2 separate regions of the Mus musculus genome follow, and region 2 is linked to region 1. Evidence: chromatin contacts called from public Micro-C data. All regions are on one chromosome and are shown on one strand. The core of a region is the stretch at or near the end of the contact, and the rest is flanking DNA. Distances in the headings are between cores, read along the strand shown.

What was found. A called contact is a pair of places that touch in the nucleus more often than the background predicts.
Region 2: a Micro-C map of embryonic stem cells shows a contact between it and region 1, with 3 times the contacts expected there. The contact joins two enhancer-like sites. A contact is called at or near these places in 1 of 39 promoter capture datasets (cranial neural crest), 2 of 484 Hi-C or Micro-C datasets (embryonic stem cells and muscle stem cells) and 4 of 115 datasets of contacts at active chromatin or transcription factors (astrocytes, embryonic stem cells and pancreatic cancer cells).

What each region holds. Positions count from the first base shown.
Region 1 is chr11:11,818,014-11,823,971 of GRCm38.p6, forward strand. It overlaps Ddc (dopa decarboxylase), which reads right to left. Exons shown (of 15, transcript NM_001190448.1): 12 at 4,182-4,280; 13 at 1,278-1,379. Among named protein-coding and RNA genes, the nearest start is that of Fignl1, 12 kb to the left of the region's middle. Within about 2 kb of position 2,963, at least 209 of the 459 cell types and tissues checked have an H3K27ac peak or open chromatin away from gene starts, as enhancers often do. A contact at or near this core is called in embryonic stem cells and muscle stem cells, where this site is marked.
Region 2 is chr11:12,441,218-12,447,175 of GRCm38.p6, forward strand. All of the region lies in intron 1 of Cobl (cordon-bleu WH2 repeat), which reads right to left. Among named protein-coding and RNA genes, the nearest start is that of Cobl, 21 kb to the right of the region's middle. Within about 2 kb of position 2,519, at least 39 of the 459 cell types and tissues checked have an H3K27ac peak or open chromatin away from gene starts, as enhancers often do. A contact at or near this core is called in embryonic stem cells and muscle stem cells, where this site is marked.

The DNA.
Region 1 (5,958 bases), core at 1,713-4,212:
TCTTACTGCAGCAGCCCACTGCAATGAAAACAAATACTTGGAGGACAAAGAAGTCAACACAGTACCAATGCCAATGTTGGTAGCCCTGTCATATCCCATGCTCCACACACCGAACTCCAGAGACATATACTTGAGGCATCCCACACAAGCTACCTATGGCCCACTTTCTTGGTCATTCTATACATCTTCCTTAGACATTACATTTCATGCTTGCAGAAAGCATGGGGCTCCTCTCTAGCACTCACGCCATAACGCTTGTGATTGATCCTTCTAGAATCTCCCAAACTTAGATCTTATCTCAAACCTTTAAGAATCAAGATGAGGGAAGGAGGTGGTACAGGGAGTGCAACAGCATGAAAATGATGTATCCCAGATTGCTCCTTCTCATGACTGTTGTCTAAGCTTGAACAAGGAGGTCTCCTGAAGACCTTTTGAACTGATTCAGAAACTTCCAGTCAAGTGTAGTGGCATGTGTCTGCAGACCCAACTACTTGGGAGGATTGCAAGTTTCAGGTCAGCCTGGGTAATATCTTGGAGCCCTTTTCTCTTAGTTTTTAAAAGGGGAGAAAAAGGAGGCAGGTTCTGGTATTATGGCATAGTGTGAACTTGTCCTGAATCTGTGAAGCTCTGGGTTCCATCTCAGTACTGTAAAAAGGAGGAGAGGAAGGCGAGGAGGAAGAAAACAAAACATAAAACTGTTGGCCTATTAAAAGCCATCTTAGTAACGGCCAGAGCATCTGGTTTCGTTTATAAGACAGTGATGAGCAGGGCCTTTTGAGTAACATGGTTGTGTAAGTCTCTGCAAAGATAGCTTACTCCCGTGCCGATCTGGGCAGGCTTCCCTCCCAAGGAGAACACAGAACTCAGGTACCCGCTCTGCACAGGAATCTTGTGGAGGTATATATAGCCAGATGACTAGGACAGTGGGGTTTGTTTATCAACCCGGTTCCCAGATGTGCTGATGTTGTGTGTCCACAGGTGACCTGGTTACTGAGGCCACAGGCAACTCAGCAGAGGATTACAGTTCCAGAGGTATTGGATGGACTCTTGGCATTGGGTCAAGAGGAAAGCATCCAATCACATCAGAGGAAACTGGGCAGCAAGTCCATGGAGGAGAGTCTACTGGGCCAGTCAGCCAGCCAGCGCGGCCTGCTTAGCACCACAGGTCATGTTCTGTAGCCCTTGGCAACTGGTACACAACTTTGCTTGTGGATGTCCTGAATAATACTTTATTGTGTTCAACAAAAACAAAGATGGCTGACACTGGCATAACATACCTTTAGCCGGAAGCAGACCAACCCAAGAATGACTTCTGTGCAAATTTCAAAGCGAGGGTCCTGGCGTACCAGTGACTCAAACTCATGAGACAGCTCCACGTGCTGGAAAAAGGGAAGGGAAACTTGCTGTCTTTCTCATCACAACTTTAGCCTAACCCTGGCCACCCAGTACCTTATAGGGCTGCACATCTATTAGTCATTCACATGCGCTGAGCAATGTCCTGCATCCTCACCAGCATTTCCCACATAGGTTGAGAAGAAACTCATCTGCCCTATACCACAAGGATTCCAGCTTCCTCAAAAAAAAAAAAAAAAAAAAAAAACCTCATTTTCTTCTGTCCATGGATCTATGTTTTAACCCCCTTCCGTTTATAATTTTATAATAAACATTATAAAGAAGTAGTTGAAGATTCTAAAAGAAAAAAAGGCCACCTTGACCTCCTCATGATAGCTTTATTAATTTGTAGATAGGAAACTGAGACCCTGCAAGAACAAGTGTCATAGCGTAGGCCTCAGTCATACCTGGGCTCAGCTGAGATTCACATCAGCTGCATCTGATGTGTACACTGGGGTATCACTTCTGCAGTAAATGGGATAGTGATCCCAGCCTGATTCCAACTTACAGACAGGAATCACCCTAACCTGCCACATTCAAGAGCTGTGTCCCCTCTGGTGTGATGGTGTGTGCCTGTAATCACAGCACCTGGAAGATTCTATGAGCCTGAGGCCAACCTGATCGACATACTGAGCCCCAGGCCAACCTGATCGACATACTGAGCCTGAGGCCAACCTGATCGACATACTGAGCCCCAGGCCAACCAAGGCTACATACTGAGACCCTAGCTCCAAAATAATAAAATAATTAAAAGGAAAAAGAAAACGCTATGTGATCGCATTGAATACACCAACTTATTTAATCTCTAGATGTTTAAAGAATTCAAAAACTGATTAAAACCACATATGAACATTTGCTCACTCTCCAAGGGCACACTTAGCTAATTGGAGCCTCCTGGCATCCAGCACTACCTTCCACAAGGCCCATCCTTTAGAGGAGCTGAAGCACACACAGCTTGTTTGGTCATAGATGCCACAGAAGCAATTGTCTCAAGTCTTCCCACCAGAGGGCACCAAAGATTCAGGACTAAAATGCTCTTCAATTAGCTCAAGCCTAGGAACGCCATCTTTGACCATTCCTATGGTCTCCTGTGAAGGCTGGATTGGGGCCTTTCCAGAAAGAGGTGTGGTGTGTCTTTAACCTGGCACAAGCTAATCGCAGTGAGCTGTCCTGAACTGAGAGTCATCACCACCTTTGACTGATAAACCACTTGGGGTTTCTTTCTTATTACACACAAGTTGACTCACCCTCCTTATCCCGTTTGCAATTGGATCAGGGACTATCTAGAAATCTACACACACTCTAGGTTTCTAGTTCTTTCCCCTGTGTAGCTTCTTACACTGCTCAATGTTTGCATACATTTCCTTACAACAGTTTTGTGACCTGGACAGATGCCAGTTTAGAAGAGACACGGGTACTCTTCTAACAACTGCTTTTCTGCATCCTGTCATAGAAGAGGGCCCGAGACACTCAGCCCCTGCCTTTAGCTGCACATCTGGTAATGCAGTGGGACTTAAGGGGAAAGCTGTCACCACCACAGGCTGGAAACCACAGGCATGCTTGCCTCATCAAGATGATGTTGTGGCTTAGAAAGGACTCAGCTGAAGTCACTGGGCCCTCTGCATCTGACTAAATGGGTAGACATGTCCTGGCTCATACTCAGGGCTTAGCCTGGAAACAAACAAACAAACAAAAAAAGTAGGGTAGTAGGACTTAGAATAATAAGCGGCTCCTCAAGCTACTTTAAGGCACATCATAGTGACTGGGTGGCTTATTGGAACCGAAGTTCCATACTGCCCAGAAAGCCTCCTTGAGACAAAAGGACTAGATGGTATCTATCCCAACCAACTCAAAGGTTTTCTTAGTTTGGGAGGTTTGGGTTGTTGTTGCTGCTGTTGTTCGTTTGCTTGCTTGTTTTATTTCATTTTGTTTGGCGGTAGTGGGGGAGAAAAACATTATGCTCTCATTACTAGTATTGCTCCGTCAAAATTACTGCTGGATGGATACGTGGAAAACATTAAATTTACACACTGCTTTTAATTAACTTCCTGGAGCTGATAACCTATATTCTAATGAAAGTGTCTTAGAAGATACATAGAACCAGTTTGTGAGTGCCTTAATCGTAAAGGCCCAAACTACTGCCTGATTCCAACGCTGTGCTTAAGGAAAAAAAAAAAAAAAAAAAAAAAAAAAACGCTCTTTCAGACAACAGCAGATCATGGCTGCTCTCACTCTCTTTCCAGCCTGAACTTTCCAGCCCCGGGCTGGGCCTCCCCTCCCCTCCCCTCCCCTCCCCTCCCCCAGAAGCTCTTTCCTATGTAATCCAGACATTTTGGCCTCTCGCTCCCCCTCACTCCCCCCTCTCTGCATTCTCTCTCCCTGAACGCGCATGCTCTTTCTCGCTTTCTCTTCCCCCTCCCCTCTGTCTCGCTCCTCGTGGCGCCTCGTTCCTTGGGACCAGTGAACTCGCCCCAGAGCTGCTTCCCAAGAAACCTGCCTTTATTCAAACCTGGTTTGAATTGACTCGTTTCACTGGGGGAGAATAACTTATCACATCCATTCCTCTGTCCCCAAAGGCCTGTCCCTTCTAGGAAATTGTCTGTCTCTGCTTGTATATGAAAATTCTGATGCCCTCATGTTTATGAAAGGGCCTCATGATGTACTTTTCAGAGCTTATCCCTGTTGTTAGGCAATGCATGATGGTGTTTGCTTACAAAGACACCTGAATTCGTTTCTGAGTTTCCTACGACCGACCGTTAGAACATTAGATAAACAAAGAAGGCAGTCACCTTTCGGATGTAAGCCTGCAGCCCCTTGACTCCGTACATTCTAAAAACAAACCACATTTTCAAAGAGCGAAATCGTCGCCCCAGTGGGATCTGCCAGTGCTGAAATAAAATATAAAGAACCCGTCAGTGAGAACAGTGCAAACAGCCAGGCTCCTTTTCAGCTTCCCAGTCAGCCGGTTTCTTCTGGAAGCAGCCAGTTTCCTATAGAATGGCCGTTTCCCAGCCGGGAAGGCGTACAACTTGTTGTGTGAGCTGGGGAGAAGAGAGGGAGAAGCTGCCTTCACATCCTGTGGAGATGAGGACAGAAGAAACACTGAACGAGAGGCACTGAAGTTTACCATTTTCAACGCACAAATGTCTGCTGAGTACACCCCAGAGGAGGCACTCCAGGAAGAAATAGGAATGATGTGGTCCTGCCCTAGGCAGCTTCCGAGGGGGCAGGAGGTCATCCAGGCAGAGAGAGGGTGCTGAACTCCTTGTGTGTCTGCCTTTCTCTGCCTGGATGCACTGAAGCTGCACTCTGAAACAGTATCAGCGCCTTTGTCTCACTGACCTCTGGGGAGTGACCCCTAATACCCTTTTACCAAAGAAGCCTGCCTCTGCTTCTCCTAGCTTTTCCAGACGGTCATCTGACAGGCTGTTCACACTGGCTCCTCACATTCTTCTTGATGGTGATGGATGATGGTTGGAAATGCAATAAAAGCACGTAGGAAAGGGCAGGCATGAGACACAGGCCTGTCGGGAGGATGGCCTTGCACTACTTCCTGGCTTTCTTTGAAATTCTTTTACTTGGGCTTACAAAGGGCGGGCTGGGGGAGGGGAGCTCTTTACTTCTTATCTAGTCCGGAGGCTCCAGTCTCCTGGAGAGAAAGCGCAGTCTCCCTTCTGGGTGGTGTTCTACAGTTGGGAAAAGCACCCTAAACTCGCCCGCTGTCTACCATCACAGAGCCCACTAAGAATTAGCTTTAGCTACAATTAAGAGTGAGCTCCGTGCTGCTTCTAGGAACACAGAGTTTATTTTTAAATGCAGTCGTTCCTCCCTGAATCATGAAATCTGAGACAACACCAAATGTATATATGCTGTTTCCCCTATACTTGTATGCCTATGGTATAATTGCTTTTTGTTTGAGGCACAGTCTCATTATGTAGCCCCAGCTGGCATGGACTTAGTAGGCTAGGTTGGTAGGCTAGGAGAACCTCCTGCCCCTGCCTCCTGAGTTCTGGGGTTAAGGGTGTGCGCCATCAGACTTTACTCCCTAGTTTAATTCCTTATTATTAAACTGTTTCTTTATGAAGGCCTCTGGTTTTCCTGAATTATTATGCAGCAGTCCTGCAACTTTTACCAAGTATATAAAATCAGAATGAGACAATAAGGCCATAGGATGTGCGGGGTTTTTTTGTTTGTTTGTTTGTTTTTCCATTTTGCTTCTGCACAGTTTAAGTACCATTGTGGGGAAGGGGACATCTGACCTCATGCCAAGTTCACTTAAAACAATGGAGGGTCTGCTGACAATTGCTGACAGACTTGCCAAGCTCTGTTTAACGTAGAGCTTTTCCTCTCAAAAGTCTGGCATTTGTACCCCCCACAAGAGTAATACAAATCCAAAGCCCACAGAAGTGTCAGGATGAAAAGATTTTAAGTGATCTTATCCTCAAACTACTTTTAATATTATTCTTATAGTATCCCTTAAATTGTGCTTTCTAAAAGGTAACTTGGATCCTAAATAGGGCTAGCTTGTACAAAGTTAAAGGAGAAAATGGAGTGTTCTCTTGGCCA
Region 2 (5,958 bases), core at 1,269-3,768, 620 kb after region 1:
GGTATTTATTTATTTATTTATTTATTTATTGTTTTTTTTGGGACAGGGTTTCTCAGTATAGCCCTGGGTGTCATTTATTTATTTATTATTTATTTATTTATTTATTTACTTATTTATTTACTTACTTATTTATTGGTTTTTCGAGACAGGGTTTCTTTGTATAGCCCTGGGTGTCCTGGAACTCACTTTGTAGACCAGGCTGGCCTTGAACTCAGAAATCCCTCTGCCTCTGCCTCCAGAGTGCTGGGATCAAAGGCATGCGCCACCACGCCCGGCTCAGTCTGTACTATTCTTAGTCAGTTTGGACTTTCAGAAAACTGAATCAAGTGCACGGTAGGACAGTAGGCAAAAATACAAGATGCCTGTTTCAAAGTGAACTTCAGATAAACAATGAATAGTTCGGATATGTATTTAGTTTTAAGTTTTGCTTTTCATCTGAAATTCTCACTTAACTGGGCTTCCTGTATGTTGACAACCCTAACCATAGGTGTGTGTGTGTGTGTGTGTGTGTGTGTGTGTGTGTGCATGTGTGTGCACGTGTGTGTTACATACATGTGTGTTTGTTGTATGTGTATATGCATGGGTGTCATTTGCCTGAGGGTGCAAATGTAGCTGTTTATGCATTAACAGAGGTTAGAATTTCATATCCTATCTTCCTCTACCACTCTCAACTTTCTTTTTTTCAAACATGATCTCTCACTGAACATGAAGCTCACTGATTGTGCTAAAGAGCTAGCTCCTGGAGTTATCCTGTTCACTTTCTGCCTTCCCCAGCAGCCTTGGGGTCACAGAAGCATACCAATATGTCCAGCTTTCTACATGAGTATTAGACCACACACTTGTGCAGCAAGCACATTACCACCTGAGCTATCTTCTTAGCATCCAGGCCCTGGGAAAATTCTTAATCCTCTATGTCACCGTATCCTTAGGGAAGAGGGAAGGTGAGACCCACCAGATAGATAGGTGATAAAACTGAGACAGGCAGTGTCAGTTTCTGCTGTGGCTTTAGCAACTTTTAATCAGAGTTAGTCTCTGGCCCATTTGGAGATCTCCACGTTCCATTCAGAAGTGTGGACTCATAGGCACCCGGTCCTGCTGAGCACTCCAGGTAGGCTCTGCTCAGCAGCTCTTCGCTGCATTCTCAATCTATATGAAAGAATCACCTGGATCCTTACCCCAAACGGATGGCTGAAATTACAGACCTGAGTCAACAACCACCATGGCCCAGGGAGCTGGCAGCTCTGGCTGCAGGCCAGCCTCCACCCTTCTGGCTAGGTGACTCAGTGAGTCTCCACGAAGTAAGGCTGAACTGGACCTGTCCTGTCCTCTGAAGAATACCTATTGTGTGATAGGATTATATTGCTTGCAAAGGCATCTGTGAGCTCATGACCAAAAAGTCATAACACACAAACAGAACCCAGAAGTCCCTTTCCTTCCCCAGTTCCCATGTGCAGTAGCTCTCTGTTCTATTAGTGATGGGTAGCCTAAATCCCCTCCCAACCCACAGCCTCCTTCCCGAGGCAACTCAGAATCTGCTTTATCTTCTGTCTAAGCAATTGCCACAGTCTAAGCCTTTGTCTCTTAGTACCACTCCACTGCTGCCAGGGTACAGTTTTCTAATATAGGATCCACTGATCCTTCATATTCTTCCAATGCCTCCTCTAGCCAGGGCTCCTGGTGGGCTATACAGCTGTGTGACCTCTAGGAGAGATCCTGCCCAGATCCTCTCTCCGTTGGCCTCCCTTTATGCAATGCTGATTTCTTGCCATCTGTAAATAAATCAATCTCATCAGATGCCCTCTTACTTGCTCCTCTTATGATTCTCTACCAGAACTTTCAGCACCCCGGCCACTGAGCCCAGTACAGGTAGTGCTATGCTCTTGGCTCTGTGATGCTCAGTGGAGCCCTGTGCTCACAGCAGTCTGTTTCCACAGACACTTACACTACCCCATCAGACACTTCTCACACTCGAATACAGTAGGTGCACGTTCAGGGTCTGGAAATCCTGAGTAAACACTTTCAGCAAGCCACAAAATAGTTGGGAGTATAGTGACTCGAACAAACAACTGCAAGTAATTACCTTTCAGTGCCAGAGAAAGTGACGCCTCCTCTGAGCAACTGGAATATGTCCTACTTTCAATAACCGGGATAATGGAAATTATTGTTTTCCTCATGCACCACTTGTTAGAAATGCTTAGACAAAACTGATTTGCACAACACACTGCTTTGTGCTCATAGTTAAAGGCTCCTTCATTCTATCTGCTTGTTTGTTTGGCTTGCCATACTACTTCTGTTTGTATTACCATCCTTGCAAATTGGCCCCATTAAAACCTTGGGAAAACAAATGGGGTACAGAAAAAACAGCAGAACCGGAGCAAGAAGACTGTGTTGGAAGACACCCCTTCAGAAGATGCTGGGAAGTAGGGTGCTAATTTACACAGCCTCACCTCAGAATGGAAGGACTTCCACCTGACCTGGAGAAGCAATGATTGTTCAGGGTTCACAATTACATTGAGCAAACACAATCAAACACGCACATACCAATCCCAAAGACAATAGAAGGCTAAGCCACAATAGCATTACGAGCGTCATGTGCTGTTGGCTACCAGAAGACAAAGCACCGTTTCTTTTGCTTGGAAATCTGGCTGTTGATCTCTGGGACACTTGGGTTCCAAGGCAGACTGGATTACCCCCACCCTGACCTTCATCACTGAGATCTTCCCAGCAGAGATCATGTGAAACATAAAATGTCAGTTTAAGGAGCCTACTTCATTAAAAACAAGCAAAAACTCTTATCATTGAAAGATTTCTGCTTAGTCTTTCTTTAAATGTTGTGTTAAATAAGTTTAACTGCACCCCCGCCCACAAAGATAAGCATAAATATACAGAGAAAGGGCACTTAAGGGTGTGCAAGGTTGCCTTTCTGAAAATAAATGGAAAGCCTGTCTTCAGCACGGTCGAACCCTCTGGGGCTCCCCTACGATCCCAGATTATTCCCAGCAACACTCCTCACATGATCAGTCTTTTCTGTTCTTTCTAAGTTTCAGGAGGACTGAAATACTAAAATAATAACACTAGCCATTAATATCTGAATGGCAATTCATTTCAGATATACTGCCTGCCTTTATGCTGGCAGGCACATGCTCCTCACCATGTGTGTCCACCAATCTTCTGAGGAAGGCCCTGGTACTTCCCCTAACAAGGGCCTCCCCTGAAGTTTCAGTGCCTGTTCCTCTTGTGACACCTCACCCATAGCAACAGCATACAGCTCTCTAAAGAGCCAGGTCACCAACGCCTAACACTAAACCCAGCCTCAGCAGTGGCTAGGTTGATTATAAGGTGTGCACGAATCATCAGCTAGATAGCCAGTACAAGGAATACTAGAAATTGGAGAGAAGACACCTTGGCTCAAGGACTTGAGCCACTTGAGAATTAGAACCACAGACTAATACTTTACTCCGCAAACCTGGGAGGAGAGGGCTAAGCCTCACACACTTTCCACACAGCCCATGCTTGCGAAGTCACTCATAAAGAAGGTTATGCCTGTCTGCAGAAAGCTACTAAACATATATCACATTCTAAAACAAAGCCACTTACATATAAAATTCAATAAATTTCATACACTTAAAATGGTTTAAAAAAAACAACAACAAAACAAACAAAGCTGTCCAGCAACTATAATTCCTGTCCATAGCTGGTGAAATGTACAACAGCCTAGCAGTCCCTTAAACATTAAAAGCGCACCAAATCATGTGACCCAGCCTCTTGAGTGAATACTCTCCTAATATTCACTCAAGAGGGCTGGGGAGATATGTGTCACACAAAGCTTATATGTGAATGGTCACAGTAGCTTTAGGAAATAGGAAAGGAAATCATCCAATAGTCTATCAGTTGAAGAAGGGTTAGACTAACTGTTGCAAATCTGTGCATGGATCAGGCCTGTCAGTAAAGAGTGTGAATCTCAGCATACTACATGAGAGTAAATATCATTATGTTTAGCAAAAGAGCATGACAAAAGAGAGCACTGCTATACACAATGCCACAAACATACACCCACATATAGATTGATTGCAGCAGCAGGCAAAAGGATGGGGGGAGGGAAAACAGAGGTGCAGACCACAATTTCTGGCTGCAAGAGAAACACTATATGGTGACTGCAGTTGTGAAGCACACATCACATTTTATGAGGCAGCCTTTCATAAAAGTAAACTGGATGTATCTGGGCCCTACACTTTAAGCAGAACTAATTGGTTCTTTAACCATGAATGTTCCTGAAGCCTTTTGTACTCATTCGCCTGGCACAGTCCTGGTCATAATTACTTGTGTAGAGACTTGTTCTCACTTCTATTTTATGGACGTAGTCAGAGCAGGAACACCCAAATGCAACACACTGATAAATTACTTTTAAAAGATCCAGTTACTAAATAACTGTTAAATAGTAGAACATTAGTTGAAATGGATCATTTCTTTGTTAAGCCTTCACAATACACAAAGAAACATGATAAAGAACTAACCCTGAAACAATCAAACATGGTTGAAATTTAAAATTTATGGTGTAGGTAACTGATTAAAATAATGACAATACAAACAAATTTGGGCTTTTGGGATTGGCTTAGGGTTTCCATTGCTCTGAAAAATCACCAAAACCAACTTGAGTAAAAGGGTTTATTTCATCTTCCAGCTTGTAGTTCACCATCCAGGGAGGTAACAGGTACGTACGTGAGGCAGGAACCTGGAGGCAAGAACTGAGGCCATGCTCATCAGAGTTTCCCATACATCCGGGCCCACCTGTCCAGAGATGGCACCATTCACAGTAGCCTGGCCCTCTCACATCAGTATTCAGTCAAAAAATGCTCTACATCTTGCCTATAAGCAATCTGATAGGAGCATTTTCTCATTTGAGGTTCTTCTTCAAAAATATCTCTACTAGTGTAAAACTGACTACAAACCAACCAGTGCAGGGATGGACGTAACTTCCATGATAAGGGCATTGGTTCTTATCATGTATGTTAGGGATTGAACATGTATGTGTTCAATCCCTAACACTGCTGCCAAACATTTTTAAAGGTTGTTTTCATTTCCTTTGTCTGTTTTCTTATTTGTGAGAATTTCTGTGAATTTTATTTTGTTTTGTTTTGCTTTGGAACTGAATGATAATTTTACACAAATTACTTATCCTGTGAGGTTTTTATTTTACTTAGGAAGACTTTATCTACAGAGAAATAATTCTACAGGAAAACTACTAACTGAATTACACTGGAAGTATTTTCACACAATAGTTTTGTTTCATGCTGGCCACACAAAACAAAGCTACAAAGACTCTGTACCCACTTTCATGCTGTTGACAACTCGCAGAGAGTGCTGAGCCTATCAAGAAAGCGCACCAGCAATTTGGGCTCAACTGCCTTTTCTCTAAGCAACATGAATGAACCATGCACTAAAAATTACATTTCCTGCAAAGGATAAAAATTATGTTCCATGTATACAGTTACTTTAGACTAAACAGAACTCTGCATCTGGTCTCCTTGAGAACAGGCAGTGTCTTGTTAATATATATATATATATATATATATATAGTAAAGGAACTGATGAGAGGATGAACCTTTTGTGAACAAATGAGTGATCCTTAGCCAACTGGATAACTTAGGAATGCTCTGAACCTCTTGAAGAATCATGCCATGCTGCCTCTACACAGCCTTCTAGGGTGGAGGTGAGGTCTGTATATTCCAAAGCTACTTAGTAATCTGAAGCATCATCCTGACTATCATCAACACAGAATGGGGGCCCTCATATTTACTTAGGTAAACCCAACATTCAGGCTGAGTGATTATAATATCTATATCTGGACAGGGTAATTGGAGAGCAAAATGGACAGTATTAGGAGCTCCAGGAGGATAACAAGCATAAACTAAACTGTCCTAAACTGAGACACTTGGTCATGCTATCCTTTGTTATTAA